6 separate regions of the Mus musculus genome follow, and all the other regions are linked to region 1. A link is a contact called in public HiChIP or PLAC-seq, Micro-C and promoter capture Hi-C data. All regions are on one chromosome and are shown on one strand. Each heading gives the region's core, a stretch centred on a gene start, on an enhancer-like site or on the middle of the called end of the contact. The rest is flanking DNA. Distances are from core to core; before and after follow the strand shown.

Region 1 (4,492 bases), core at 1,371-3,870:
CTAATAATGGTTGGAGACTACTTGGGTTGTGGCAACTGGGGGTAGGTTGCTACTGGTATCTTGCAGGAGAGGAATGCTGAACACTATAAAATCTTCCACAACAGAAAAGCTTCCAGCCCAAATGCCATCTTTGTTGATGAGAAACTCACTGTACCTAGCCCCACCTCTCTCCCATTGTACCTAGTCCCGCCTCTACAACCCATGTATGTTCAACATACATATTTCACTGTCATTTCAAACTTAACACTCTCTAAACAAGCTTTGATTCCCTAGCCTCAGTGAAGGTCCCCATGAAACATTACCAGGGACAGGGACTAAGTGCTAAAGAGTTAGTAGATGCTGTTATCCCAGGTCGTGAGAATATGTGAGTAGGGATCAGAAACAAAGACACAAATGACCAAGTTGGCCATAGCCTCAGGAACACAGACACAGCCTGTCCCTGGGCCATGTGGCTGGTTGGCCCTCAGAAGGCAGAAGGTAGAGCAGTTCACTACAGCTGCATCCTAGCTTGCATCCCTTATGCTCCCACTGCTTCATGGAGATAATATTTTATTTCCAGGTGGCGGTCTGGCTCTCTGGGGCCTTTTTGTAGTTTATGGGAAACCGGCTCCACTCATTGCTGTGTAGCAACCACAGGAAGTAAAATGGGGCTGTGTGCAGAGCTGGTTCTTCCAGTAGCCTCTCCAGTGGAGGTGGGAAGGTAAGGACAATGTGACCAGGTAATAGCAGCGGCTTCACATTCAGACGGGAGAGACATTGTCTCAGATTCTACTCTAGCACATGGTGTTAGCACCTGCCCAATCATGGCGGCATGAAGCCCAGGGGACATTATTGAAACCCTTCTCTCTTTATATTCCATCCCCATTCCCTCTGAAAAAGCCAAGTTCAAGATTTTCTGAGCCTGCTCTTCTTCCATTCATCTGAGCTGTGCTTATGATGAGGGGCCCTGTCAGCCCCCTGCCTGCCAACGGTGATTGTAAATCTTTTAAAACCCCAAAGCAGGGTTGGTGTGATGGCTCTGTGGTTAAAGGTGCTTTCCACCAGACCTGATTCGGGGATCCAGTTATACACTGTCCTCTGACCTCCACACATGCACCACAGTTTATGTGTGTGGCCCCCATGCATGAAACAGACACACAGATAAAAAAATAAAATAATTTCAAAGTTAAAACCAAACAAAACACAGCAGGATGCTTCCTGCCTGTAACCCCAGTACTAGGGAGGTTTAAACAGGAGAGTTACTGTGTTTTTAGGGCCAGCCTGGGCTTCAGTGTAAAACCATTTCAAACAACAAGGAAATTGAATAAGCAAACAACACTCTCCCCATTAAAGACAACCATTTTATGTTGATGCATGTCCTTTGATGCCTTCTGTTGCCCTCTTCCTCCCAGCCTAAGGGGTCCCATGGTCCACCTGCCATGACCTTCCTTGTTATTTCTTCCTGTTCACAATGACCTTTTGGTTGCGTTAAGACTTGCATGTTTGTTCATAAACTATTTGTCTTTTATCCATTGGTCTGTGTTTCAGGTTGCCGATTCCCATGAGCCCTCTGCAGAGAGGTCTTTCCCATCTGGAAGCCCATCCTAGTACTGGACACACATTCTGGGTTTATTTCTTTACTCTGTGCCTCCCATTGAATGTGAGCTCCCTAAGATGTGGAACTGTATGTCACTGGTCACCCAGCGCTAGGACAAGGCTGGTCCAAAGCTAAGCAGAACAAACTTTTGTTGAATGTTTAAGGGCCTTCTGACCCCTAGCAACTGAGGACTCATGTGAAAAACGCCGAATCCTCATCTCAACAACTTTTTGTCCAGTTCCTCGGAGGTTCAAAGTCCCGCTTTAATCACATTAGCCACTTGGGAGGATCCAGTAATCCTGTTACTTACAACTCTGAATTTTTGAATTGGGAGGCTATGTAATCTGAAACACTTTTCTTAGGCAATCTCCTTATAATAAGGGATGAATCAGGACAAGGACGTGCACAGGAAACAAGAATTCAGGATCAGGAAGGAGGAAGTGGAAGACGGGGCGGGGGCAGTAAAACGGAGCAGGGAAGATGAAGTGAAGCTCTGGGACAAGGCAAGGAAATGTTGATGCAGTAGGTTCACTGTGAGATTTTTTAGCTGCAGCGACTACCGAACCATCATGCCTGACATTTCTTGGCAGAGCCTCGCATTTATTATTATTTTTCCACCAATGGAGCATCAGTGCAGAAGAGGAGCGGGGGCGGGGGGTAAGGAGTTTCTGGGATGAGGGACCAGTGTGCACTGGGTGGAGTTTAAGGTGGGAAGAAGTACTGTGCAATAGAACTCGCTGTTCATGGAAGAAAAGGCAGGGTTAGGAATCCGGAGGAGAGGAGCGAACAAACACTTATTTTTTTTTTTCCCCCTGAAAGGAATGCTGGGGTCTGAATCTGGAGGAGGAATTTAACTAGCTGTATCCCTGGGATCCTTCTAGAGGCCCCTGCCTTACTAGCCACAATAGAGCCAGGAGGATGTGATCATTGACTTTGATTAAAGAGGTTGGTGGTGTGGGCGGCAGGCGCCGCGAGCCGCGGTGGTGCGAAGGGGCGGTACCAAGGCCGTGCCAAGAACCAATCAGCGATGACTCTGGATTCTTGGGGGCTCCTCAGAGGCTCCGCAGCGGTGGAAGGACTGGAGCTGCTGGCTGCCTCCTCCGGTGCAGCCTGTATCCAGGTGCAGCGGCACTGGGGACGCGGTGCATATCCCTTGCTCAGACTGCCACTGTGACCCTTGCGCGAATATGTCCGGAGCCTAGAAAGTGGTCCTGAGCGGCAGAGGGCCACTGGGTGGGTGGGTGAGTGGGGAGGTTCGGAAGGCAGGACTGAGGGTAGGAAGCGAATTGGGCGACTTGCTTCTCACGTTTGTCCCAATTAGCACCAAGTTGGCAGACAATCCACAAATCCACGACACCTTTGCTTGTCCGCCCCCGCCGCCTCCCTTCCCCCTCCCGTCAAATTCTCTGCATTTCAGAATATTCTGACTGTAAGAAAACTTCAGCTCCCCCTCCTCGGTTCAAGTGAAACAGACACTTGGCACCACCTTCTCCCAGTAACACTGTGTGGATGAATCCCGGAGATCCTCAACTGCAGCGCTTACCAAACTGCACCCTTTGGAGTGTGGCTGGCGTGGGGTTGGGGGGCTAGGGTGGGCTGAGCAGAGAGGCCTCTGGGGGAGAGGCGGGGTGGCGCGGAGGAGCGAGATGCAGGAGCAAGATCGCCTGTGTGACTGCATCTAAAGCAGACTGGTCCAAGGAGTTCTGCCAGGGACACCACCGCCTGCATTGCGTCGGACCTGACCATCTCCAATGTGAAATTCCCGGGGAAGGTCGCTCGCAGCGGAGGGCCGTGCGTGGGAGGGGCTGCCGGCCGCCGGGAAAGAGGAGTTGGTGGTGGGCTTTTCGGGGGGGGGGGCGGAAGAAAAGCTGTGCAGGCAAGGATGGGAACTGAATGACAACCCCCCTCTGCCAAACCACCCCCTCATATTTTCCATCTACCTCCTCGCTCCTGCCCTCCCCCGCCCTCCCCAACCCACGCCCGGGTGGGCCAATCGCTGCTCCGCATTCCAGGCGCTTTCTCAGGTTTCTGCTGATCTTGCAGCGCCCAGAAATGGACCGAGCGAACCTGCGGCCGCACGCTCCCTGCCCCACTCGGAGCTGCTGAAGGCTCGCGGCGCGCCGCGGAGAGAGGTCCGTGCTGTGGTAGCGCAGGTTACCGGAGAGCCATGTAGAGCCAGGCTTTGAGCCGCCCGCCTCCCTCGGGATCGAATCAAGGGCTCCCGTAGTGTTCAGAGGGGGGCGAGAGTGCAGCTTATCGCCATTTGCTTGGGTGATTCCGGAGAAGGTGGCCTTTTTGTCTTTCCACCCCGCATCCTCCGGGACTCCCTTCCCCAGAGAGAGGACAGCGTCTCCAGGTTGCTTGCACCGTGTGAGGATGGGGGTAGGGTACGGACGTTTCCTCCGTAGCTGCTCGATAAAACGATCGGACTCCTGAGAGGAGAAGGACGGGAAACGCGAGGGGCCCCGGAGCCTCTCGCACGCTGCTGCGGTGGTGGCGGCTGCTCGTTCCGGCTGCTGCAAAGGCGACCTGCCGCATTCAGACTCTCCGCCGACTCAGCACAGCCTCTGCGCCAAGCCGGCCCGCCAGGTAGGAAGCTCTCTAGTTCGGGGCTGCAGAATCGGAGGTTGGGGGTGAAGGGTGGGGGAGGCTGAGGGTGCGGGGTTGCTCTCCGGGACCCGCAGCTCCTTCAGTATCTCTAAGCGCTTTTCCGATCTCCAGTTTTACGAAGTTGTAAACAGATCGGCTGTTGGGCGTTGGGAAAAGTGGGATGGAAGATTTCCAAACTTGGATTTCTGGGTGTCTGTTGTGTGTCTGTCTGTGAGTATGTGTTAACCCCAGTAAACGTCCGATGTGTTTTACAAAAGCTAGTAGTCTGTGCTCTTCGGTGTCTATAGGCTCGTCCCATCAGAATGC
Region 2 (4,492 bases), core at 535-3,034, 1.6 Mb after region 1:
CTATATAAACATAAAGACAGGCTTTCATTATGTAGCCATGGCGGGCCGAGATCTCACCTTATAATACCAGGCTGGTCTCAAACTCAGAGATCTTTCCAAGTGCTGGGATTAAAGGTATGTGCTACCCAAACTTGTGTTTCTGTAAGTCGAACTCAAATGTAAAAAAATGTTTGTACTGAATATGGCTTGGTGCTTATAATCAATAGCACTGTGGAGATAGAAGGAGGGCCTGGAGTTCAAGGTCAACCTGGGCTAAATCAGACACTGTCTGAAAAGACAAAACAAGAGGGGGCTTCTTAAGTCTGTGACAGCAGTTCACTAGGATTACTAGTCACAACAGATTACCAAATCAGATGACTCATCTTTCCCGAGGCAGTCGGCACCACCTTCTCGTTCAAGTAACTTACTTCCTCCTAGCAGTGAATACTAGGTCAGAGGCCTTCTGGTATTGCCAGCATCGACATTTTTTTTTCTCCCGAGACAGGGTTTCTCTGTGTAGCCTTGGCTGTCCTGGAACTCACTTTGTAGACTAGACTGGCCTTGAACTCAGAAATCCGCCTGCCTCTGCCTCCCGAGTGCTGGAATTAAAGGCGTGAACCACTACATCTTATCCTTTAAATGCTGCTTTCTTGAGCTCAGTGTCTTTTTTACTGTCTGAAGTTTTTTCCTGAATAATCTCACTGTCAGATTGAATGCCTATTTCTAAGGCAAAGACTAATGTATTGTTATTACTCCAGAATCTCCTACACTGCTGATTAGATAGTTTATTTTCCAAGCAGAATTCACCTTGGATTTTCCTTCTCTCTCAATCGCAAAGTCATTCAATCAATCTTGCCATGTTCAATATCTTTTTTTGTTTGTTTGTTTTTGAGACAGGGCTTCTCTGTGTAGCTCTGGCTGTCCTGGAACAAACTGTAGACCTGGCTGGCCACGAACTTAGAAATCCGCCCGCCTCTGCCTCCCAAGTGCTGGGATTAAAGGTGTGCCATGTTTAATATCTAAAACTTTCTGTCATTCTCTAAGACCAGGTCTGCACTTCTGATTTGGACTGCTACCATTATTTGATCAGTTACTTTCTTTTATTAAAATCAATGCTCTATTTTAAGATGCCCAGGTTAAGAGTTGCCTAAAAGTCTAATATATCCCCAGCCGATTTCTCACTTCCCAGTCTCTATACACACATACACACACACACGACGGGGGAGGGGGAAGACCAGGGAGGCGAGGAGACAGACAGACAGACATATTCCTCATTTTTTGAGAACTGGATTTTGCTCATAAAGTAAAGCATTTCAGCGATCAACTCAGTGGTCGCTCTATTCCACCCAGCAAGCTTAATGAGGAGCAACTTTTGAGATATAAATGACTAAAGGAATTAGGTCGAATATCTGCAGCTGCTCCAAATGGCAGTGCGTAAGTAACGACGCTGCACAACTTAGGGGGGAAAAAAAATCTACCCTCAAGAACTGAGTCAGCAACTACTTTCCTGCTACCCCTAACCCTTTAAAGCCCAGCCCTGATCCCACGGAGCAGCCCTTCCCTCGTCCAGATCTTGAGCGAGGCCTCTAAGCCCACTGCCCCGCCCCCTCCCTCTTCCCCCTCGAATAAATCTTCCCACGGAACCCTTTTCCTGTGATCTTCAGGCTACCAGAACCTCGGGGCCATGAAGTCTGTCAACCTGGACCCTCTACACCACTCTATGGCCCATGACCCCCTTCTCCAGTTGGCTCTTACTGTCCAGATAATGTTCCAAATACATCCCAGCAGCCATCTTGAAGCAAAACAAAGCAACTTCCGATCTTCCCCGGAAGTGACTGATACACGACAGGCGCTGTAACCATTCTTGGATTACACCTTTTCCGTACCTGAACTTCCGCCCTTACTAAACTATCTGCCTCGGATACATCCGCCGGAAACTGAACTTTTTTTTTTTTTTTTTTGCGCCTATTCACGGTCATCTACAGCGAGGCTGATTTAGCCTGGCTTCCGCCCTTAATAAGGCGGCAATATGTGTCTGCGACAGGCATGACGTCACGCGAAGTCGCCATTTTGCATTCTCTAGCAAACTTTTTTCCCTCCAAAACTAGGAATGTTTGGTAAATGGGGGAATCTATTATGTGTAGTTATATTTTGCAAATAATCGCTTTCAACAAGTAGGGAATCGAGCTGTTTTGCTTTTCTAATTATGAATCTGGCCACCAACGTCCCAGCTTAAGTAGAATAGTCTCGGAGGCAGATGCTTTCTTCAGAAGTTGTCAGGCTTTGCAAATTTAACCCTTTGCATCTCTCATCACTTACAAGTTTCTTTGTGTAGCCCTCGCTGTTCTCGAACTCCAAGAGACCTTCCTCTGCCTCACTAATGCTGGGATTAAAGGCGTGCGATATGGAGATCCATGTTTGTGTTTTGTAATGGACTTATGTACTGAAAAGACTGGGTCATCAAAGTATATGCTAGATAGCAGCCTTCACCCTAGTCAAAACCTGTCAGGTTGCTGCTCTTAGGGAAAGAGAACTCAAACCTCTTAGTATTGGTGGTAGATTCTAGCAGATAGGTGTCGCCTCAAGTTGATATACCCTTCACAGTAGTTAGACCCCATACTTGTAAGATAAAATTTGAGCTCTTTTATACCCAATAAGCCCAAGTTTCCTGCTGAGCAGTTGCTAAAGCAGGACAGCAGGATGTGGACTCCATTCTAATCTAAGAGCATGCTGTCGGATAACTGACTCGGCCGGCTTTTTCCTATACAATGAGAATAACAGACATTATCATTGCGCAAAAGTGGAAATGGATGTTCACCCACAAAGGAGGAGCTGATTGCAATCCTTGTGATGAGAACAGGTTTGTCAAACTCTCCATAGTTGGTGAGTGGAAAGTGCACCAGGCAGCTAACCAACAATACTGAGGTACTACTGTCCTGGATGCCCAGTCCCAAATTAAATGAGACTTCTTTATCCACATCACCAAGTAGTGACAGCTGGCTAGGTCTCAGATAGGAGAACATTTGCCAATCTTTTCAGTACTGTATGAAGGATTTAATCTTCATGAAGCAGTCTTGGGAAATTAGCCGAATCCTTTCATGGTAGACTGTGAGAAGTTTCTTAAGTTTCTTGTTCTGCTCTGTCCAGCACAATGGTCTTCCATTTTAGGTGAACATGATAACCATTATTATCATGGGAAGCTCACTGCATTTGGCATTTTCTTCCATCTTAAACCCAGTAGCTGGTTATAGTTTCCATCACTGGAAACCTTTGCACTGCAGTCTAATGAGACACTATGTATACGTACACAGTGCCCAGTAGAATTTGGATAATATGGGGTTGGGGGTTCCTTTCAAGAGGCCATACATGTCTGTGCCCCTACCATACCTGGCAAGAGACAAAAGATCTCTGTGTAGTCCTGGCAGTCTTAGAACTTGAAACTAGACCAGGCTGGCCTCTTAGAGATCCAACCACCTCTCCCTCCTGAGCAAAGTCGTGCACCACGGCTTGGCTTTTTTTATTTTTTGCGGTGTGGGGGTGGCAAAGGGGAAAGAATATAGCCGTTTTGTTAAATGTAACCTTGTCTCACATATGTAGGCAGTCCCACGATAGGACATGTATACAACTGTTCCTAAACTGGCAATGGCTTCGGAATAACACATCCGGTGGCTTATGAGCCTAGCATCTGTTCTTCACCCTCTCCAGTCTAAATTCTTCCTGCTGGCCTGGAGAGCTCCCCAGATAGCCTTCCCCACGCTAGCTTACACAGTAGCTCACTGCCTCTCATCCTTAAACATGAATTTATTTCTATACAATGGTCTAAAAACACCCCTTAGTTTGTACATAAGATTTTCATTTTTAAATTGCTTTATAACAACTGTATAATTCCTGATTATTTTATCTGAAATCTCCCATGATTAAAAAAATTAAAAGTCAAAAGAAAATTAAAATGCCATGGCCAGAGGACAAGGTGGAGAAAAAAAAATAAGACAAAAATAAAACATCAATATGAAAATTCTCAGAGATAATGCATTTATAAACACAGAAATGGTTACAACAAAGATGGCCGTGATGAGCAGGTATATATATATATATTTATATATATATATTTATATATAAATCCATGTCCGGCATCTGACCGTGGCACCTAGGGAGGCTAAGTCCAGTCCTGTGTGTGCCCTGAATTCTCCCTTCTCTGCAAAAGACCGAATGGTATTGCAGAGAACACAGCTACCACAGCTCCCAGAGCTCCTTGGACTGGGATAGCGAGACTGAGTATATAGGCCCTTGGTTGGCAGAGAAGGAAGGAGGCTGTTAAGGAAAAATAACTCATACTCTTAAGCCACCCTTGGTCACCGGGGAATCTCTGGCACCTTGGCAACCATGAATCAGCTATTGCCCCCTTACAAATAAAAAGGTATAGTCATCACCCAATATAAAGTGAGACCACGGAAGGGGAAGAAAATGGCTCACAGGGGTCAGGCCACGTGCAAAATCTGTTCTTTTACAGGTA
Region 3 (4,492 bases), core at 673-3,172, 1.4 Mb after region 1:
ATCTTTGCTAGAAAAGTCCAAGAATAAGTACAGTAAAGGTTAAGCCACCAGAAAGTTGCTAAAAAAAAAGTAAATTCCTTGATTAATTACAACAGAACCAAGATGCAGAATCTCTTTTTCCATAACTAAGGGAAATGTTCTAGACACGATGTAATAACCCCAACCGCTTCTCGGCCTTTTGGCTAAGATCAAGATGTAGAAGCCCCTCAGAAAGACTCTATTAGCAGATTACACCAGCTTCTTCCACTTAAAGGGCCGCTTTCCCATTTCCTTCCTAAACATAGAGGAATCTGCAAAGCCATGGGAGCCACAGGATCTGCACTGCTACTGAGCTAGCTAAGCAATCTAGTTCTAGACCAGAGGGAGGGATTTCAATGAGTTGGTAGCAGCTAGTGTTGGAAGGTGTCCAGGATGGTGGCACCAATGACAAGATTAAGGTCAGAGACCTCGTGATTCCCTGCTAGCCACCATGCTTTCTCAACCTCCTTCCAAACATCACACATGAAACTACCTGCAGCCAGTCAACTAAGAAGGACCCCTCCCCTCCCCTAAACATCTAGATCTATGGGCTTGTAAAAACTGCACAGAATGTTAATGCAGAGAACGGATAAAATGGCTGTGAAGCTTTGGAGAACTCACTTTATTTACTATTTGTGGCAGGTAGAAACACTCCACCCTAACCTATTCAGGGAGTTATAACCCTTATGTAATACAAAATCCTGCCCCCCTTTTGCCAATAGAGGCAACACAAGCAGAGTGTAGTGGTGCACACCTTTAATCCCAGCACTTGGAAGCCAGGGGCAGGTGGATCTCTGAGTTCAAGGCCAGCCTTGTCTATAGAGGGAATTCTGAGACAGCCAGGGGTACACAGAGAAACCCTATATGGAAAAGCCAAACAAAGAAGGGGGATAGAGAGAGCGAGGAAGAGGGAGAGAGAGAGGAAGAGGGAGAGAGAGAGGAAGAGGGAACAAACACAAATAAATCTAGCACCAGGCAAGAGATTCAGATAATAAATGAAAAGAAAGAAAATTCTTCATTGTGTGTATGTGATCCTAAAGGGAAGTTCTTAATTTATCTGGCCACAGAAGGGGATGATGCCAAAAAGAGCTAAAGGCTAAACTATGTGTTTTGGATAAAATGAAGAATTCACTGTTCTCCCTATTTCTCCTCCAATATTTATTTGGCTAGGACTTGATCACTGGAAATCGCCTTAGCATAAACAGCTGCATTAAGATTTCATACCACTGTCCCCTGAGACTTTCTGAGCTACTCGCAAGGCGCCACAGAACTAGCAAGTTAAGTTTCTGCAGCTTTGCTCACAGCCATGAGGCAGGTACATCACACTCTGGGTGAGGGGCATGCATAACGCAGAGACTGCGGGCACTCCAAGTCAAGAATGGACAGGAACACCTATAAGTCTTCCCAGAGGCTTTAAGAGTCTGTCAAACAAGAAAGGGTCTCCGAGTTTCCTGTCTGAATCTATACCTCCCCCACTTTTTCCCCTTTGGGGTTCCACGATACAAAGACAAGAGGGGAGGGTGCGGTGTACGTGGGACCCCCGCGCCCTCGCCCTGCCATGGAGTGCCAGCTGCAGTTGGTGCGGGATGGAGCGCTGCCCGCAGTCCGGGGTGGCCCGGTCTGGGGGCGGCGCGAGCTGGTGGTTCCCGGCGTCGCCGCAGCTGCTGCAATGCGCCATTTCCCGTCCCGCAGAGTCGGACACTGCGGGGGAGAGTCGGTAAAGAGGTGTCGAGGACCCTAGAGCAGAGTCAACTCACATTTTTCTGAAAGAGGAAGTGGAGGTCCGTCCCCTCTCTGGAGAATGCAACGAGACGGGCAGGGAGACACTGCGGCTGAAGCAGACGGAACTGTCGAGCGCCGCCTCACACGAAACACCCGGAACTCTAACTGCGGTGGAACTTACTGCAGGTGCAGGGCCGGCTCTCGGCTTTATTAGACATGACCACGCCTCTCGGATGATGTCAAAACCTCCAGGTCCAATCCTCGTGAGAAATGGCCTGCTAGTCCCGCCCCCACAACTACAGCAATTACCATTGTCCTCTTATTTCTATTTCTTCACTGACCAATACAAAAGTGGCTTGCTTAAAGTCCAGCTCAAACTCTGTCTCCGCCGCTGAGTTAGACCTTTTATGGTGCCTACCAGCCAATCGCTGAGCTGGAGACTGCTGTCATTCTTACCGCTCCCGCCCACAGCACCTGGCAGAAGGAAACCCAAGTGACTTAGACGCTGGAATCCAACTGGCTGCGAGGTTCAGCAGTGAATGCATATTCATGAAGTCCTTGGCCACAGGACCACCCCGTCACCATCCCTGCCTGAGACCATAAAACCCACATTCTTCATTCTTCTCTTCCCTATCACGAACTTCATCCCTAAACCTGTTAACACAGCGACTTAGTTAACCCAGCCCAGAAACCTGAACTAAAGTAGACTTCCCTATTTTATGTTTATGCTTTGTTTTGTTTTTTGAGACCTCTCTCTATAGATAGATAGATAGATAGATAGATAGATAGATAGATAGATAGATAGATATAGATATATACATATATACAGATATATAGATACACACACACATATATATGTGTGTATATATATATATATACACACATATATGTATATATATATACACACACATTATGCGTATGTATGTGTGTGTGTGTATATATATATATATATATATATATATATATATATATATACACACACACACACATATGTATATATATATTATGGTACAAGTTTCTGCCTGCATCTATGCATGCTTGGGTGCCCTTGGAGGCCAGAGGAGGGTTATTCCCTAGATGGTTTTGAGTATATGTGAGTGCTGGGAACCAAACCCTCTGCAAAAGCAATATGCTCCCTCCACCACTGAGCCATCTCTCTCCAGCCCCAGCCCTTTCCTCTTTACTCCTCCTCCAAAATCTAAGTAGAATCAATTTTTCCTTCTCAATACTTAAAGACGTTTCTTCTCTCTTCCAGTAGAATCCCTTTCCTAGACATCAGTTGTAAAATTCAACATTATTTTATGCTTCACAGCTTTAAAGGAATCTATAGCTGTGGTTGCGTTTTCCTAGCCTTAGAATTCTTATTTTACATTTAGTGGAAGCTTAGGTTTTGGATGCAGTGTAAATGTTTATATCTTAGGCATCCATGCAAAAGGAAAGAGAACATAGTAACATTAATAGGACAGTTACAACTTGACGTTCAGAGACTCTTTTCCCAGCAGAAACAGAGGCTTGTGTAGTCCAGGCTGGCTTCAAACATGAAATGTAGTCAAGAATGACCTTGAAATTCTGGTCCTCCTACTTCTGCCTCCTGAATGCTAGGACTGCAGAAGTTTACCACCATGCCCAGTTTTCTGCAGCGCTGGTCAGCGTACTCTGTTCCTTTTGCATGCTAGGCATTCACTCTGCCAACTGAGCTCCATCCCCATCCCCCAGAGACTAACTCTCAGGCAATCATGTGTTTCACTCAGATGTCCACATGTTGGTGTCCTGTGTGCAAGCGTTTACGTCTTTGGAGATGCATGCAGCATTTCATTACTGGACAGGACATACTCCTTTTCTCCCTCTGGAACTTCCTTTCAAGGGCCTGGCATTCATTCTGCAAGTTGTGACATTTTGATGTTCATGAGCAGGTATGACAAATACAGTGTGGGTAGAGCCTGACTAAGCTACAGCAAAATTTCTGCCAAATGGCAAAAGAAAGACGGAACGGAAAAGGGGGGACAATTCTAGATTCAAGCCTGTGTCCAGTCTTGTTACCGGGTACCTACCTAATTACCACAAATGCCATTCACGGCTATTTTTCTTCTCTAAACTTGTTACTTTAGATCTGACCCCTGCCCTGTTTTTTATTCTGTTGCACTTTACAATTGATGATTTTGGTTTTGATTTTGGATTTCAAGACACGGTTTCTCTGTGTAGTCCTGGGTGTTCTGGAACTCGCTTTGTAAAGCAGGCTGACTTCATACTCAGAGATCCGCCTGCCTCTGCCTCCTGAGTGCTGGGATTAAATGTGGGCATTACTGCTGCCCGCTTTTAGATCATTTTGCCTCATGGCAGGTATGACTTGGTTTGGTTTTCTGCCGTATTCCCACCTCAGCCCCCCCAGCCCCCGCCAAGTGCTGGGATGACACTGAATAGGAATTTTAAAAGTATGTTCATGAGCTGATGAGAAAGAAAACATGGACTAAAGGTCAAACAAGTGAAAGCTGACATCTGGAGAGGCAGCTGAGCATTGCTCTTGAGCGTGGTGGCCTCGTGGGGTAGCAGCATAGCATAGGAAACAGCATGATGGTCTTACTCAAAGTTCAATCCCTAACAGAAAGCCCCTACATAAAGTTGGAATCCCTATATTGGCAACTAAGGGAGTTTTTAAAGTACTGGCCCCCGCATGCTCTTCAATTGAAATTATTTACAAACTAGGTGGCTGCTGAAGCTCTCTTTGTCCTTTTAAATATTTGAATTCATAACC
Region 4 (4,492 bases), core at 1,287-3,786, 1.3 Mb after region 1:
GTCTGAGGGCACTCAGTTCTGGTCTGGTATTGCCCAGTGGACATTGATGAAAGTTTCTGGAAGCTGGTAAAAAGTCCAAGTAACAAAGACAATGCTGTGCTCACTAAGAATTTGAAGATTTCTCATCCGGAGTCTCCATCCCCCAGAAGAAGGTTGGAGAGGTATTATAGTAACCATTTTGTATTGTCTGCCCGAAGTCTCCGTAGGCTGCCAGGAGGTGGGTCGGGTCTCCCCACCTTTCTGAGTCCTGTCACAGAACGTGCCCACACTCCTATACTCACTGCATAAATAGACAAATAAACAGGTGAAAAAAGTCAATGAGACCCCACTAATCTACATGTGAAAACTCACAAACTTTAAAATCCACACTAAAGGTAGCCAACACCTTTAATAGCAGAGCTTGGGAGGCAGAGGAAGGCAGATCTCTGAGTTCAAGCCCAGCCCAGACTACAGAGGGAGTTCCAGGTTAGCCAGAGCTACACAGAGAAACCTTGTCTTGGGGGGAGAATGATGTGAAAAAAAAAGACAGGTCACAAGTGAAAGCTAAGTAAGACAACATGGAGGCTCCTAATTCTCTCTCTCTCTCTCTCTCTCTCTCTCTCTTTCTCTCTCTCTGAATAGTACATGTGAATTTTCCCTAATAAAACATTAAAAAAAAAAAAAAGAAATAGTGAAATGTATCTAGGGCCGCTCCCCACCCACCCGTTCCTTTATGCTGTTAAGAGATCCAAGTGAGTCAAGCCCCTGCCCCAACTCCCTGAGCCCAGAAGGAAGAGAAATCAGAGGTCTGCTATTCAGTATCTCTACCACTGCCAGGGAACCTGGGACAATTGAGACAGACAGGTACCAGCAGAGTGGAGCTGCTGGGCCAGCACCCAGGGAGGGGACAGCACAGAGTGACTATCAAGAGCCCAGGCAGCAGTTAAGAGCATCAACTGCTCTTCTGAAGGTCCTGAGTTCAATTCCCAGCAACCACGTGGTGGCTCATAACCACCACTAAGGAGATCTGACTCCCTCTTCTGGAGTGTCTGATGATAGCTACAGTGTACTTACATATAATAATAAATAAATCTTTTTTTTAAAAAAAGTATACACTTAAAAAAAAAAAGCCCAGGCAAGTTCCCCCCCACCCCGCCCCGCTCTGTTCCCCCCTCTCCCCAGGTCTTCTCTAAAACTCAATCCCTTGCCAGCATTTCGAGGCTCCACCGAAAGCCTGTCTGGATATCTGATCCACCATGGAAAAGGTCAGTTCTCAGGTGAGCTATTGCAAGAGAAGGCTTTCCCTCATTCCAAATGAGAGTCCAACCCCACCCCCCACCCCCGAGTCACAAGGGAGGCAGGACAGATGTTGCCATGGGCTGGGATCTGAAAATCAGATCTGGACTGCAGTTAAGTTCTTCCAGAGTGGCTAAGCGGTGTGGACAGCCTTCATTTACACAACGAATATGTACCTGGCCAGTGGCATAAGCCAGATCATGCTAGACTCCGTGAGCCTAGACTAAATAGCCAAACCAGGCCACGGGCCAGCCAATAGCCTAGTAAGGAGCACAGGGCAGACATTAGGGTTCCTTGGGGGCTCCATGGCTGTTTTCTTAATAGAAATTTAGAGGGGTGTGTGTGTGAAGGGGGCTGGGGGGGGGGGTTGGGAATCAGTAGACGTGGGAAAAAGGGGTGTCACATACTTCCAGCAGCTCTGGGCTATTAATGGCAGGAAGAAAAGGCCCACCAGGCTTAACGATCTTGGAACCCTGTGCACCGCTGCCTGGCACCCTGGGCAGGTCTTCTCTAGAAAGTAAGGTACCTACACTGGCTGGGCTCTCAGGTCCCTCGGTTTAAGAGAGTTATAGGCTTATGTGCACACACGCTGGAACTAGGCTACCCAGCCCCAGCCCAGAAGCCCCCACTCACCAGGACCTGGGTTTACACACGCCCACCCTTCCGTGAGAGAGGTCCCAGAGGAGAGGACAGATTCAGGGCCAGCTGAACTCTCTCCAGTGTCTTGTGGTGTGCGCCCTGGTGTGTGGCGTGGGTGGGCTTGTTACTGTGGAAGCTTCTTTTTAAAAAGTCACAGAGTGGAGCAGGCCCTCAGTCTCTGCCAAGTGGGATGCCTGGCCAGACGCTGGCTGCATCTGCTAACCACCTCTGGGTATCCTGGCTGGGTGCACTGTCAATCCCTGGCGCCTCCTCTTTGCAAATCTGACACCCAGCTGTCCACAGCTCTCTGCCTCAACGTCCACGGCAGGTCAACCAAGTCAGCTCTGCCTCGGGCTCTCGGAGGTGGGCCTGACTGATGGCTAGCCACTGTCTCTGCTGCCCCCCTTTCGGCCAGCAAGCGATCCTAATCCGCAATCCCCTCTGAGAGCCAGGCTTCCGAAGAAAGGTGGAGGCCGGGTTCCGGGCCTGCAGCTCTCACGTGCTTTCCCGGCCACCCCCTCCCGCCCTGCGTCGAGGCGGCCAAGCCTGTTCCTCTTCCCCCCCCCCGTCGCGATTGCGACAGGCCGGCCTCTGCTCCCAGGGCTCCCTGCCCCCGCCCCCGGCCGGCTCGCTCCACTCCCACTTCCTGAGCCCGGCGCTGGAGCCCTGGAGGCCAGGCCCGGCCGCTCCCGGCCCCCGGGGGCACGTCGGCCCAGCCGCCAGGCTTGGGAAGTCGTGGCCAACGCTGCTCAGGACGTCCGGGCTTCCCACCTTCCTCCTAGGACTCCACCCGGTCTGGTCAGCCGAGCCGAAAGGCCGCCATGCGCCTGCCCCGGGCCTCCTCTCCCTGCGGCCTGGCCTGGGGGCCACTCCTGCTGGGACTCAGCGGGCTTCTGGTGGCCTCTCAGCCCCAGCTGGTGAGGGAGGGGCTAGGTGGGATGGACCAGGTTTCTCTCTAGCCCTTCTGCCCTCCAGAGCTGACCCTGCCTCATTCTTCTCTTTCTCCGCCTCCTCTGGAAGGTGCCCCCTTATCGCATAGAAAACCAGACTTGCTGGGACCAGGACAAGGAATACTACGAGCCCATGCACGACGTCTGCTGCTCCCGCTGTCCCCCAGGTGAGAACAGTGGCTCCAAGTGGCTTGGGTGGTAGAGGTGAGCCAGAATGAGCCAGCACTGCTAAAACTAGCCAGGAAGGAGAGTCTACGAAGCATTAGCATTGTCCCACGGACACTGAGATTTGAAGAGGTAGCGGCATGTAGCCATGAAGACAGGATGGGGACAAAGAGACCAAGGAGAGGCTCCGAGGCATGCAGCAAGCAGAGGCAGCGGACGCAGAGATGGACTTCTTGTCTCCTGATAACCCTCTTTCCCCATTCGCCTCATAGGCGAGTTTGTCTTTGCGGTATGCAGCCGCAGCCAAGACACGGTTTGCAAGACTTGCCCCCATAATTCCTATAATGAACACTGGAACCATCTCTCCACCTGCCAGCTGTGCCGCCCCTGTGACATTGGTAAGTGGGGACTCATCTGGATCTGCATGATGGGTACGACTGGGAGGGCCAGCTCCTCTCTGACTCTTCCCTCTCCCTGACAGTGCTGGGCTTTGAGGAGGTTGCCCCTTGCACCAGCGATCGGAAAGCCGAGTGCCGCTGTCAGCCGGGGATGTCCTGTGTGTATCTGGACAATGAGTGTGTGCACTGTGAGGAGGAGCGGCTTGTACTCTGCCAGCCTGGCACAGAAGCCGAGGTCACAGGTCAGAGGTCACTGAGGGCAGCCAGTAAAGGGAGGCTGGGCATCAAGGGCAAGGAACGTGATACTGTGCGCATGGTGCTTCTCCCCACTGGTACTGTGAGTGTGGTACCTCTGCCCACTGGGAGAACCATAAAGAATCTATCAGTCCTTGAAAAAGGCTCACAGGAGGGGGTCTGCCAAGACATGAACTGGTATGAGGAGCTTAGAAGGTAGCTCCCTCCTGTCAGCCCTGGGGAAGCTTGGGCAAAACGGCAGGCTGCAAAGCCAAGCTTGGGAAAGGTAGCAACTACAGAGCAGAATGGTTGGCAAAGAGGGGACGTAAAGGAAGGCCACCGAGTCCTCACACTTACCCACTCACCCCCACTGGCCTGCCTTTCTTTTGCCAGATGAAATTATGGATACTGACGTCAACTGTGTCCCCTGTAAGCCGGGACACTTCCAGAACACTTCCTCCCCTCGAGCCCGCTGTCAACCCCATACCAGGTGAGAGGGCCCTTCCCCCACTCACCTCCAGGAAACCCAAGGGTTGTCATCTCCTCCATCCTTGACTTCCGGCCATCCCGACCATGTGTTCCTGGAGCCAGTCACCAAGGGGAGCAGGGAGAAGCTCACAGTCTTGTTTCTCCACAGATGTGAGATCCAGGGCCTGGTGGAGGCAGCTCCAGGTACCTCCTACTCGGATACCATCTGTAAAAATCCCCCAGAGCCAGGTAAGACACCGGGCTGAGGAACACAAGGCAGGGTCGGTCTGGGAAGATGCCTCAGCCCCCCTCATCCACAGAAACAGGGAACAGTGCATCTTTCTTCCCAGGGTTAGACAAAGT
Region 5 (4,492 bases), core at 801-3,300, 1.3 Mb after region 1:
AGCAAAGTCTTCTTGGCCTTGCCACATCCCTGCCACGGCCATCACTGCCTCATGACCTCAGCACCTCGTCCTACCTGAACACCTCACAGGCACTGTGCTCTGTACTGATAAGGCAGTGGCCAGCCCCATGTAGACTTCAGTAGCCTTCCGTGTGCCTTGTCTTCAGGATCTGCTTCTGTTCACGGTGCCCCCACCCTCACCTGGGCCTCCACAACTGGCTCAGCCTCTCTCCTCTACCTAGCTGGGCCACTGCACTCTGACAGTTATTGTGACATCTACCGTCACAATGAGTAGTGACGTGAGTAGTGACGAGTATCACTGCTAGAGATGAGAAGAGAGAAGCCAAGCTGAGTCCTTTCTGTTTGTGGCATACTTCTTACTCCCCTTTGGGATCATTCACCTAATCTGAATTGGACCTAGCAGGGAAGGAAATGAATAAATATTTAACACAAATCCATCTACTCAATCTTAATAACAACTATGAGGTACTGATCATTGTAGACATTTTGGAAATAAAAGAAACAAAAAGCGGGGGAGTCACATCACATGCCTGCGTTCATGAGGGTAAGGGTGCTGGGCTGAGCCCTAAATCCAGGTGATCTACCCCTAAAGAGAAAAGAATTAAGTGGGTGGGGGAGTTGGAGAACAGCCAGAGGGGCAGCCTTGACAAGTCTCCCAGGAGAGACTGGGAGACAGGACAGGACCAGGAGAAGGGAGGTGACACCCAGGCAGGGTTCTAGGACCACTGCTTTAGAATGGTGTGTAGAGAAAGGGAAGGGAATAGACACAAAGGAGCCACCCCCACCCCCCCACCCCACCCCCGCAAGGAGGCTCTGGAGACTGACCAGAAGAGAATGAGGAGTGAAAGGGGAGGGAGAAAAAGGCAGGTCTCAGGGATAACGCTGGGCCAGGGAGAGGCAGGACCCAGAGAACACTGCGCCGATGGTACAGCCCACCCAGACAGCCAGGGAGCCCCCAGGATCTACACAGAATAATTATGGACACACAGAAATCAAGAGAACATGAACACTAGGCCGAGGCCAGAGAAAAGTACATTTTCCAGTGACGAAAACAAGCTGCTACCAACTTCCCCAATTGGAACTGTGGAATTGGAAACCGTGAGACTGACTTTTGGGTCTGTGGGGAGGGAGCAGGAGGATACATGGCCTAGATAAAGAGGTATTAGCTACTTAAGGAGGGTCACGCCAGGAGGGACCTCTTGTCTGGAAGCAGAAATGGAGGCGGCAGAAGGTCAGAGGCTGTCTCAGGGAGAAGTCTGGGACCGGAAGGCTGCCCAGCTTTGTCCAGTTTCGGGTCCACTCCCAAGCACGCTTTCCCAAACTCGTCCCGCCAAAGCGGTTCTCCTAGCACCCAGTCTTCCAACACCCTGCCCCACGCTGTTCAACCTCGGCCAGAGAAAGAAGGCTTCTCCGTCTAACTCCACTGGCCGAGCAGCTGGCCTGACCACAGCCCAACACGGGCCAGGACCTTGACTGTCAGGGGCCCAGGCTTGCCAGCTTGGCTTGCCAGATTCTCTCCCTCTCAGATTTCTCCCTTCCACATCTCAGGGCAGCCCCAGGTGAGGCACAGCAAACCTGGCGTCAAACTAAAGCACAGAAGCCCCTGCCCCCATCTCTACCCCTAGTACAAGCCCACTCCTGCCCGGCGCCTCGCTAGCAACCCACCCTCCCCTCCAGTCTCCCATCTCACCAGTGACAGCAGCAGGCCAGGCACGGTGGGGAGACCCATGTCCGGCCGGCAGTGGCCTCTCACTCCCCCATTGGGGCTGGGGACAGGGCAGCAATTGACAACGCTCGTGAATGAAGTAAGATGATCGGACCAGGTGGCCCGGGCGATGGCAGCCTGGGCCTCGAGTTCGAGAAGCTGAAAGTCAGAGGCAGATAGAGATCAGGGTACGGTCCTCCAGGACCTCGCACCCAGTAGGCCCGATCATGAGCCAGAGTTCGGAAAACTCGGAGAAAATTTAAGCTGAGGGGAGAGAGAAGGTAGGAGGGGAAGGGAGAGTGGCGGGGGTGGTGTTGCAAGAGCGGGACCGGAAGAGCCTGGGGAGAGGCGAGGGAGGAGGAGGGAGGGAACTAGGAGGAGTGAGGAGAGGGCCAAGGTTCTTTAACGCTTTGTAGCCCGGGTCCCGTAGCTTGGCGCCCCAAACCCACTTAACACCACTTAAGAGCTTGAGAGTCCACAGAATTCCAGTTCGGACTCCTTTGCTTTTGAAGTGGGTGAGCTTAGACCGGTGGACTAACCCCTCTAAGCCTGTTGTCAATTTCACGGAAGGAAGCCAGCCCACCTATCTCACGGGACGGCAGGCGGGAGTTATTAGGGGGAGGGCAATATCTGATGCTCGCCCGCCGAGAACTCCTTTGCTTCGCGCTCTCCCTCCCTCTGAGTTCCCTCTAATCGCACTTTCTTGGACGTTTACCCAGTCAGCCCAAACCGGGAGGGAAATCAAATGTTCTTTTCTACCCTGCCTGGGTCCTGACCCAAGGTCACTCCCACTGACTCTCATCTGTGTCTTCCAGACAAGTCCCTCAGCTGCCCACCATGGCTCGGTCACCAACGGTGGGGCACGGGTGAGGGGGTGTCAGGCAGCACCCTCTCCTAAGCCTTGGTTGTCTCCCCAGTTGTTAATTTGGAGTGAAAAGTGCCTGCCCTGACATAGCAAAGAGAAGCCATGAGAATTCAGGCTTCTGTAAAGGGCTCCCAGGGCCCCCTTTCCAACCTGTGTGAAATAGGGTTTCATTTAGCCCAAGCCGGCTGGCCTCAAACTCACTGTCTAGCTGAGGCTGGCCTTGTACTTCTCATCCTCCCACCTCCTACCTGCTGAGACTACAGGTGTGCACCACCACACCCAGCTCTAGATATCCTGATGCATCCGTTGGGACTGACCTCAAAGATAGTTATACCACAGTCTGTAGCTTTAGGGGTGAGGAAAAAGCCACGGGACTCTGCACACTGGGAGGCTGATCTCGGAGAATCAGGATGCCAGCCGAGCTCCTACTGCAAGGCCCACAGTTCTCTCTGTCCTTTTGAGTAAGACCTTACCTTCTGATAGCATCCCTTACTAGGGATGGCTGCCTCCTGCCATCCCCATTTGGGCAGGTCTTCAGTGCAATGGAACCCTGTAACACCCGGACACTATTCACTCGAGTGCCCTTGAGACTCAATGACCTTCTTTATGCATGCCAGTTCAACCAACCTGCGGTCCTTTAAAAGCAGCTGAGACTTTGAGACTTGGAGGGAAAACCCAGGAATAGGGGCATAGGGCTTGGGGACTTGGAACCAGAGCTCCTGGCCCTTCTCCCTGTGAGCTACCCTGACTTCCAACCTCCAGTATCCTAACCCTGCTGTCTCCTCTCCTCTGTGACCCTGAAGGCAGAGCGGAAGACCAGCTGGAGGTGTCCCTGCTGCTGGAAGCTCACCCCCCTCTATCAGACTGGCCAGTTTTCAATGGGAGCAAGCCAGGAAAAAGAAATGGTGTGTGTGGGTATGTGGTCGGGGGTGGAGGTGGGGCTTCCCCAGCATAGATGAGGCCTTAAGTTTATCCCCAGCACACACACACACACACACACACACACACATACACACACACACACACAAATAGACACAAAACACACTAGCACATTTCTCAAGGCTAGTTTGGTGGTAAGATTCATATTAATATTAGAAGTGTTTGCCACATGTTAAGAATCCTACAATATCAATAATTTGAAAATAATAATTAACAACTCTTCAAGGTCCCATGCTTAATATTACAAGGAACTTTTAATGGTCTATCTGTGCAAACTGCCAAAGCCATTATTACTTAGAAGTTGGAACAAAAGGGGACTTTCCTTCAGGGCTTAGGATAAACGCTGATTTTTCTTAGCACCTTTGAAGCTTTGAGACAACAGGGTACTAGCATGCTCCATAAAACTCGGTTTAAGACCGTAAAAGCAGGTGAATTTGAGGACATGAAAAGCCAGCTAGTTTTACAGAGGAGATATGAGTAAGAGTAAGAGTAGAAAAGGCATCGGCCGGAGAGATGGCTCAGTAGTTAAAAGTACTTGTTGCTCTTGCAAAGGTTCAGGGTTGGGTTCCCAGCACCCACATAGCAGCTTATAATTGTCACTAATTCCAGTTCCAAGGGATCAGACACCCTCTCCTGGCCTCAGGTATGCATGTGGTATACAGAGATGCATGCAGGCAAAGAGCCATACGTATAAAATAAAAATAGTAAATCTTAAAATAAAAAATAACTGAAAAGATGGTGTTTGGTTTCCAGACCTGGGACAAGGGACTGAGGTGCCTTGTGTTGTTTGTTTGTTTGTTTGGTTGGTTGGTTTTTTTGTTTTGTTTTGTTTATTCGAGACATGGTTTCTCTGGCTGTTCTGGAATTCACTCTGTAGACCAGGCTGGCCTCGAACTCAGAAATCTGCCAGTCTTTCCCTCTCAAGTGCTAGAATTAAAGGCGTGAGCCACCACTGCCAGGCCC
Region 6 (4,492 bases), core at 1,076-3,575, 1.3 Mb after region 1:
TATGTCTCTTCTCCAGAGGAGGAAGGGTTGGGATTGGGGTCAGATAAGGCCCAGCCCTTAAAGCAGAGCTTCTTCTCTGTGCAGACAGCTTCCTGTTGATCCACCTCACAGAATTCCAGTGTGTCTCCAGTGCCCTCACTGTGCACTGTCCCAGTTCTACAGAGCGTGCACGGTGGCTGGAGAAGACCCAGCATGCTCAGGTAGGTGGTGGGTCAGGCTTGGAGGCGGGCGAGCATGCATCCCTGGAGCTCAGGACTGGCATCACAGAAGGGTGAAGGAGGGCCGAGAGGCTGGTGCAGGGGCAGATCTGACCAGCAGCAGGTCGGATGCCTTCCAGAGTCTGAGAAAGCCTGTGGCAGCTATTGAGACAATCCAACACGCCGTACACCCGAATGCTTTCCCCATACCGAAACAGTGAATTTCTAAACTTTATCTTCTGTTCAGAGACACCTACGGAGCACTTTCTGGGGACAAGCAGAGCTAGTGCTACGTGCCAGGGAGTCAGAAAAGAATGAAAATACCATTCCTGCCCTCCAGGAATCTGTGCTTCAGCTCATTAGAGTAATCAGGGTACAAATAACAGAAGCAAGCATGCCAAAGACAGCAGCAGGGAACGGCCATGCTGTCTGTCCCAGCAGGCTGCTGGAAAAGCAGTGGTGCTAAGGGAGCTTAGGGGGGAGAAACCGGTGCATCAGAGCAGACAACAAAGCAGGAAGAAGGGAATTACAGTGCAAAGACCCAGAAATAGGAAACAGTCCTGGGTGCTGAGAGAGGCACCCCATCTCTCACTTTATAGGAAGGGACCAGGACTGGATCAAGGTCATACAAACCTTTAGAGCTCAGTAGGAACCATGTTCTCTTTCCCTCCCACTGCCACTGTGTGTGTGTGTGTGTGTGGTGTATGCATATGATTGTGTGTATGTATTATGTGTGGTGTATGCATATGACTATGTGTGTTGTGTGTGTATATGACGTATGCATATAACTGCATTGTTATATATGTGTATGTATTATGTCGTGGTGTATGCATATGACTGTGTGGGTGTATTATGTGTATGGTTTATGTATATGACTGTGTGTATACTATGTGTGTATATATTATGCATATGGCCGTGTGTGTATTATGTGTGGTGTATGCACACGATTGTGTGTGTGTGTATTATGTGTGTGGGTGTACGGACATGACTGTGTGGGTGTGTGCACTCAAGTGTGCGTGTGTGTAGAACTGAGCAGGTTGTTTGCTTGGCATTGTTAGGGTGAGAAGTAGAAGGGTGGATGCAGCAGAAGCTGAGTTCAGGAGGTGGTACCACAGGATCATGCCCGGCTCTAAGGGCCACGCAGGAACTTGAACTTTGACCTGTAGACAACGTGGAGCCAGTGGAGGCAGACTTAAGTGATACAAGTAGGAGCTTAAAAGAGAGAGAGACATCAGTAAAGCTACATCTGTTACTATCAGTTCAGAGGCTATAGAAAAACAGAGGCTGGGCTAGGGTGTAGCTCAGTGAGCGCGCGTGCTTAGCTTGCACGAGACCCTGGAGCTGACTGAGCCATGGTTCCACACAAACAAAGCAAAGCATCCAGAAACAGGGTCCCTCACAAATTTGGAGGCCACAAGTTCAAAATGCAGGATTGACAGAACTGAGCTTCCTGCCCAGGTTCTAGGGGGGCATCTGTGTTTCAGCTACCAATGGCTTCTGTGGCCCTTAACTTGGAGCAGCAACTCCTGGCCCCTCCCCCGCATCTCTGGCTTTCCCCTCTGTATGCTGGTGTCCAGATTCTCCTCCCTTTCTTATGAAGATGCCAGACGCCTGCTTTAGAATCCACATGGAATGTCTGAGGTCTTCACCTTAGGTCCTTTCACATCTTCAAAGACCCGGTTCCCAACTAAAGTCACATTTATGGTTTCTGGGGATTGGGTTTCGGACCCGGCTTTCTCCAGGCAAACCCACGGTGGGAGCAGAGTGGCAAAGAGCTGGAGATTTGCCTTAGACTCTTTGTCTTGCTTGTTGGCAGAGCCGAGGATCAAACCCAGCATCTTTGCTACCCTGGGAAAGTGCGTATCCCTGCACTCCACCCCAGCCCCAGGAAGGAATGTGCACACTTATTTACTTGTTTATTTATTTGTGGGTGGGCGCGTGTATGTGCATGGGCATCACCACACCTGTAAACTTTGCTTTTCCACACCAACCTCTCAAGTGTCTCCTCTTCCTTTGGCTCCCAGTCTTAGAACAAGCCTTCTGCCACATTCTCACTTGGAACTTCTGAGAACCAGTCAAACCTGCTTGTGTTCATATGCAAAATAACAGCCCCTGATAGGCTCTGCAGCGTGACAAATGGGGAGTCATTTCTCCTCTGTGATCAAATTTGCAGTGAGGTTCCCAGCCACTCAAAGCCTGAAACACTGCAACACACACACACACACACACACACACACACACACACACACACACACGCATGCACATGCTCACACAGGGTGAGAGTTTCTCTTAGTTTTTCTTCTGCCCAGAGCTCAGACTTTTTCTTCTTCCCCTTGCAGAAATGTTAGTGAGGCAGCTTCCTTGAGGTGGCTTATGCTTTAACAAAAAATGAGCTTGCGGGTGGGGGTGGGGAGACTTAGTGGCTGGGAGGAGGAAAAGGAACTGAGAACCCTCAGAGGAAGAGGCCAAAAGATGAAATTGGGGCCAATTAAACAAAAGCAAGACTTGAGAGCAGCCCAGAGCCTACGCTGTGCTCTTGGCAAGTTACTAGCCCTTCTAAGCCTGGCCCTCATCTGGGGAAGTACAGTGATAGCCCACAAGCCAGTGAGTGGCTTGGCCTGAGGCTCTGTGCGTCCTGGGAGCGCTACAAGTGTGGGTCATTGTGACACAAGGGGGTGAGCTAGTTGAACACTCCTATAATCCCAGCACACAGAAAGCTGAGGCAGAAGGATTGTGAGTTCAGGGCTAGCCTGGGCTATACAGCAAGTTCTGGATCTGAGCTGCATAGAAAGACCCAGTCTCAGAGAAACAAAGAAGAGAAAGGAGGAGGAAGAAAGGAGAAGAGAGAAGAGGAAAGAGAAGAGGAGAAGGAAGAGGAGGAGGAGGGGGAGGAGGGGGAGGAGGGGGAGGAAGAGGAAGAGGAGCCCTCCCTCCCTCCCACTCTAGCTTTCTTTCCATTACTCCTCACCTTGGCTCTCCTCACCTTGGCTCTCCTCCTGCTGTAGCAGAGAAGATCCCCCTGCTGTAGCTTTTGAGGCAGCTGGAAGCCCTGGGCTCAGCTGCTCAACATCTCCCCCCACCCCAGGGTGGGTTTCCCAAGCTCCTGCCTTTCTTGGGGAGGGACAAGGGCAAGCTTAGTGAAGCCAATACCAGCAGAGATTCTTTAAAGAAGTCCTCTGCTCATCCTTTCCCTCCACACTAACCCATCCTCAGCAGCCATCACAAAGTCAAACTTGGGGCATGGGGGGGGGGAGAGGGCAAAGGGCGTGGCTTCTCCTCACAGCAGGCTGTGCAGCCCACCACCCTTCTGCTCCTACCTTTCTCAACTTCACACTGAGCAGAAAGATGAAGCCCAGAGAAGAGAAAAGGGAGGAGACACAGGAACTGGCCCCCTAGTGCTAGTTTCCTGCTCTCAACCTCGGCTCTGGTTCAGTGACTGGGAAGCCAGGGAAAGGAGAGTTGGAACAACTGTCCACTTGATACCATTTTCCTATGCCTGCCCAACCCTCCTCCAACATGTCTGGTTCTGACCCAGCCGCCCTTGTGCTCCTACCAAAGCTTTGGAGAAGCCCAGGAAGCCCCAGGGCTGCTGGTTCACACTCTCCCAGCTTCTGAGAAAGGACAAACATGGAGCCATCAGCTAACCTGGCATCAGTCACAAGAGAGCGTTGTATGGGGTGAGGGAACACTTGAGGTCTCTGCTCTATGCCAGATGCAGCACCTTAGCTGCCACTGTGGTGGGGACGCCTAGGAAGGAGGTGAAAGACTCCAACCACAGCCACTCTTTCTTTTCCTTTTCTCTTCTCTTCTCTTCTCTTCTCTTCTCTTCTCTTCTCTTCTCTTCTCTTCTCTTCTCTTCTCTTCTCTTCTCTTCTCTTCTTCCCTTCCCTTCCCTTTCCCTTCCTTCCTTCCTTTCTTCCTTCCTTTCCTTCCTTCTTTCTTTCTTTTCTTCCTTTCCTTTTTTCTTTCTTTCTAACAGATTGGTTGATTATGTACACAGTGTTCTGCTCACATGTATGACTGTCCACCAGAAGAGGGCACCAAGATCTCATTATAGATGGTCACGGGCCACCATGTGGCTGCTGGGAATTGAATTTGGGACCTTTTGAAGGGCAGCCAGAGCTCTTAACCTCTGAGCCATCTCTCCAGCCCCTCCTTTTTCTTTTTGAGGTAGGATCTCACTGTATACATTCTGATGGGCCTGGAACTCTCTATGTAGACTGGGCTGGTCTCAAACTCAGAGATCCTCTTGACTCAAGTGGCTATGCCGTGATCCAAATGCTGGGATCAGCCTA

What was found. Promoter capture Hi-C pulls out the DNA fragments that hold promoters and counts their contacts. Hi-C and Micro-C count contacts between places; a contact is called where the count stands out from the background. HiChIP or PLAC-seq counts read pairs in DNA pulled down with a chosen protein or histone mark.
Region 2: a promoter capture Hi-C map of hippocampal neurons shows a contact between it and region 1, with 3 times the contacts expected there. The contact joins the promoter of Ing4 here to the promoter of Kcna1 in region 1. A contact is called at or near these places in 2 of 39 promoter capture datasets (cranial neural crest and hippocampal neurons).
Region 3: a promoter capture Hi-C map of hippocampal neurons shows a contact between it and region 1, with 9 times the contacts expected there. The contact joins the promoter of Vamp1 here to the promoter of Kcna1 in region 1. A contact is called at or near these places in 2 of 39 promoter capture datasets (cranial neural crest and hippocampal neurons) and 1 of 115 datasets of contacts at active chromatin or transcription factors (astrocytes).
Region 4: a contact with region 1 is called in a promoter capture Hi-C map of hippocampal neurons, with 5 times the contacts expected there. The contact joins the promoter of Ltbr here to the promoter of Kcna1 in region 1. A contact is called at or near these places in 5 of 39 promoter capture datasets (cranial neural crest, embryonic stem cells and hippocampal neurons).
Region 5: a contact with region 1 is called in an H3K27ac HiChIP or PLAC-seq map of embryonic stem cells, with 7 times the contacts expected there. The contact joins the promoter of Tnfrsf1a here to the promoter of Kcna1 in region 1. A contact is called at or near these places in 5 of 39 promoter capture datasets (cranial neural crest, embryonic stem cells, hippocampal neurons and 2 more), 1 of 484 Hi-C or Micro-C datasets (embryonic stem cells) and 3 of 115 datasets of contacts at active chromatin or transcription factors (SST interneurons, embryonic forebrain and embryonic stem cells).
Region 6: a Micro-C map of embryonic stem cells shows a contact between it and region 1, with 1.9 times the contacts expected there. The contact joins the enhancer-like site here to the promoter of Kcna1 in region 1. A contact is called at or near these places in 1 of 39 promoter capture datasets (embryonic stem cells), 1 of 484 Hi-C or Micro-C datasets (embryonic stem cells) and 2 of 115 datasets of contacts at active chromatin or transcription factors (embryonic forebrain and embryonic stem cells).

Annotation. Positions count from the first base shown.
Region 1 is chr6:126,643,929-126,648,420 of GRCm38.p6, reverse strand. Kcna1 (potassium voltage-gated channel, shaker-related subfamily, member 1) reads left to right here and starts at 2,620. Exons shown (of 2, transcript NM_010595.3): 1 at 2,620-4,165.
Region 2 is chr6:125,037,140-125,041,631 of GRCm38.p6, reverse strand. It overlaps Ing4 (inhibitor of growth family, member 4), which reads right to left and starts at 1,784. Exons shown (of 8, transcript NM_133345.2): 1 at 1,735-1,784. The coding sequence starts at 1,771. All of the region lies in intron 1 of 4930557K07Rik (RIKEN cDNA 4930557K07 gene), which reads left to right. Zfp384 (zinc finger protein 384) reads right to left here. Exons shown (of 12, transcript NM_001372420.1): 12 at 3,763-4,492.
Region 3 is chr6:125,213,011-125,217,502 of GRCm38.p6, reverse strand. Vamp1 (vesicle-associated membrane protein 1) reads right to left here and starts at 1,922. Exons shown (of 5, transcript NM_009496.3): 1 at 1,776-1,922. The coding sequence starts at 1,777.
Region 4 is chr6:125,311,929-125,316,420 of GRCm38.p6, reverse strand. It overlaps Ltbr (lymphotoxin B receptor), which reads left to right and starts at 2,536. Exons shown (of 10, transcript NM_010736.4): 1 at 2,536-2,831; 2 at 2,935-3,031; 3 at 3,302-3,427; 4 at 3,511-3,669; 5 at 4,055-4,151; 6 at 4,299-4,378. The coding sequence starts at 2,736. It also overlaps a transcript of Scnn1a not described here.
Region 5 is chr6:125,347,281-125,351,772 of GRCm38.p6, reverse strand. It overlaps Tnfrsf1a (tumor necrosis factor receptor superfamily, member 1a), which reads right to left and starts at 2,050. Exons shown (of 10, transcript NM_011609.4): 1 at 1,711-2,050. The coding sequence starts at 1,749.
Region 6 is chr6:125,366,089-125,370,580 of GRCm38.p6, reverse strand. It overlaps Plekhg6 (pleckstrin homology domain containing, family G (with RhoGef domain) member 6), which reads left to right. Exons shown (of 17, transcript NM_198604.2): 14 at 85-200. Among named protein-coding and RNA genes, the nearest start is that of Gm52918, 4.2 kb to the left of the region's middle. Within about 2 kb of position 2,325, at least 111 of the 459 cell types and tissues checked have an H3K27ac peak or open chromatin away from gene starts, as enhancers often do. A contact at or near this core is called in embryonic stem cells, where this site is marked.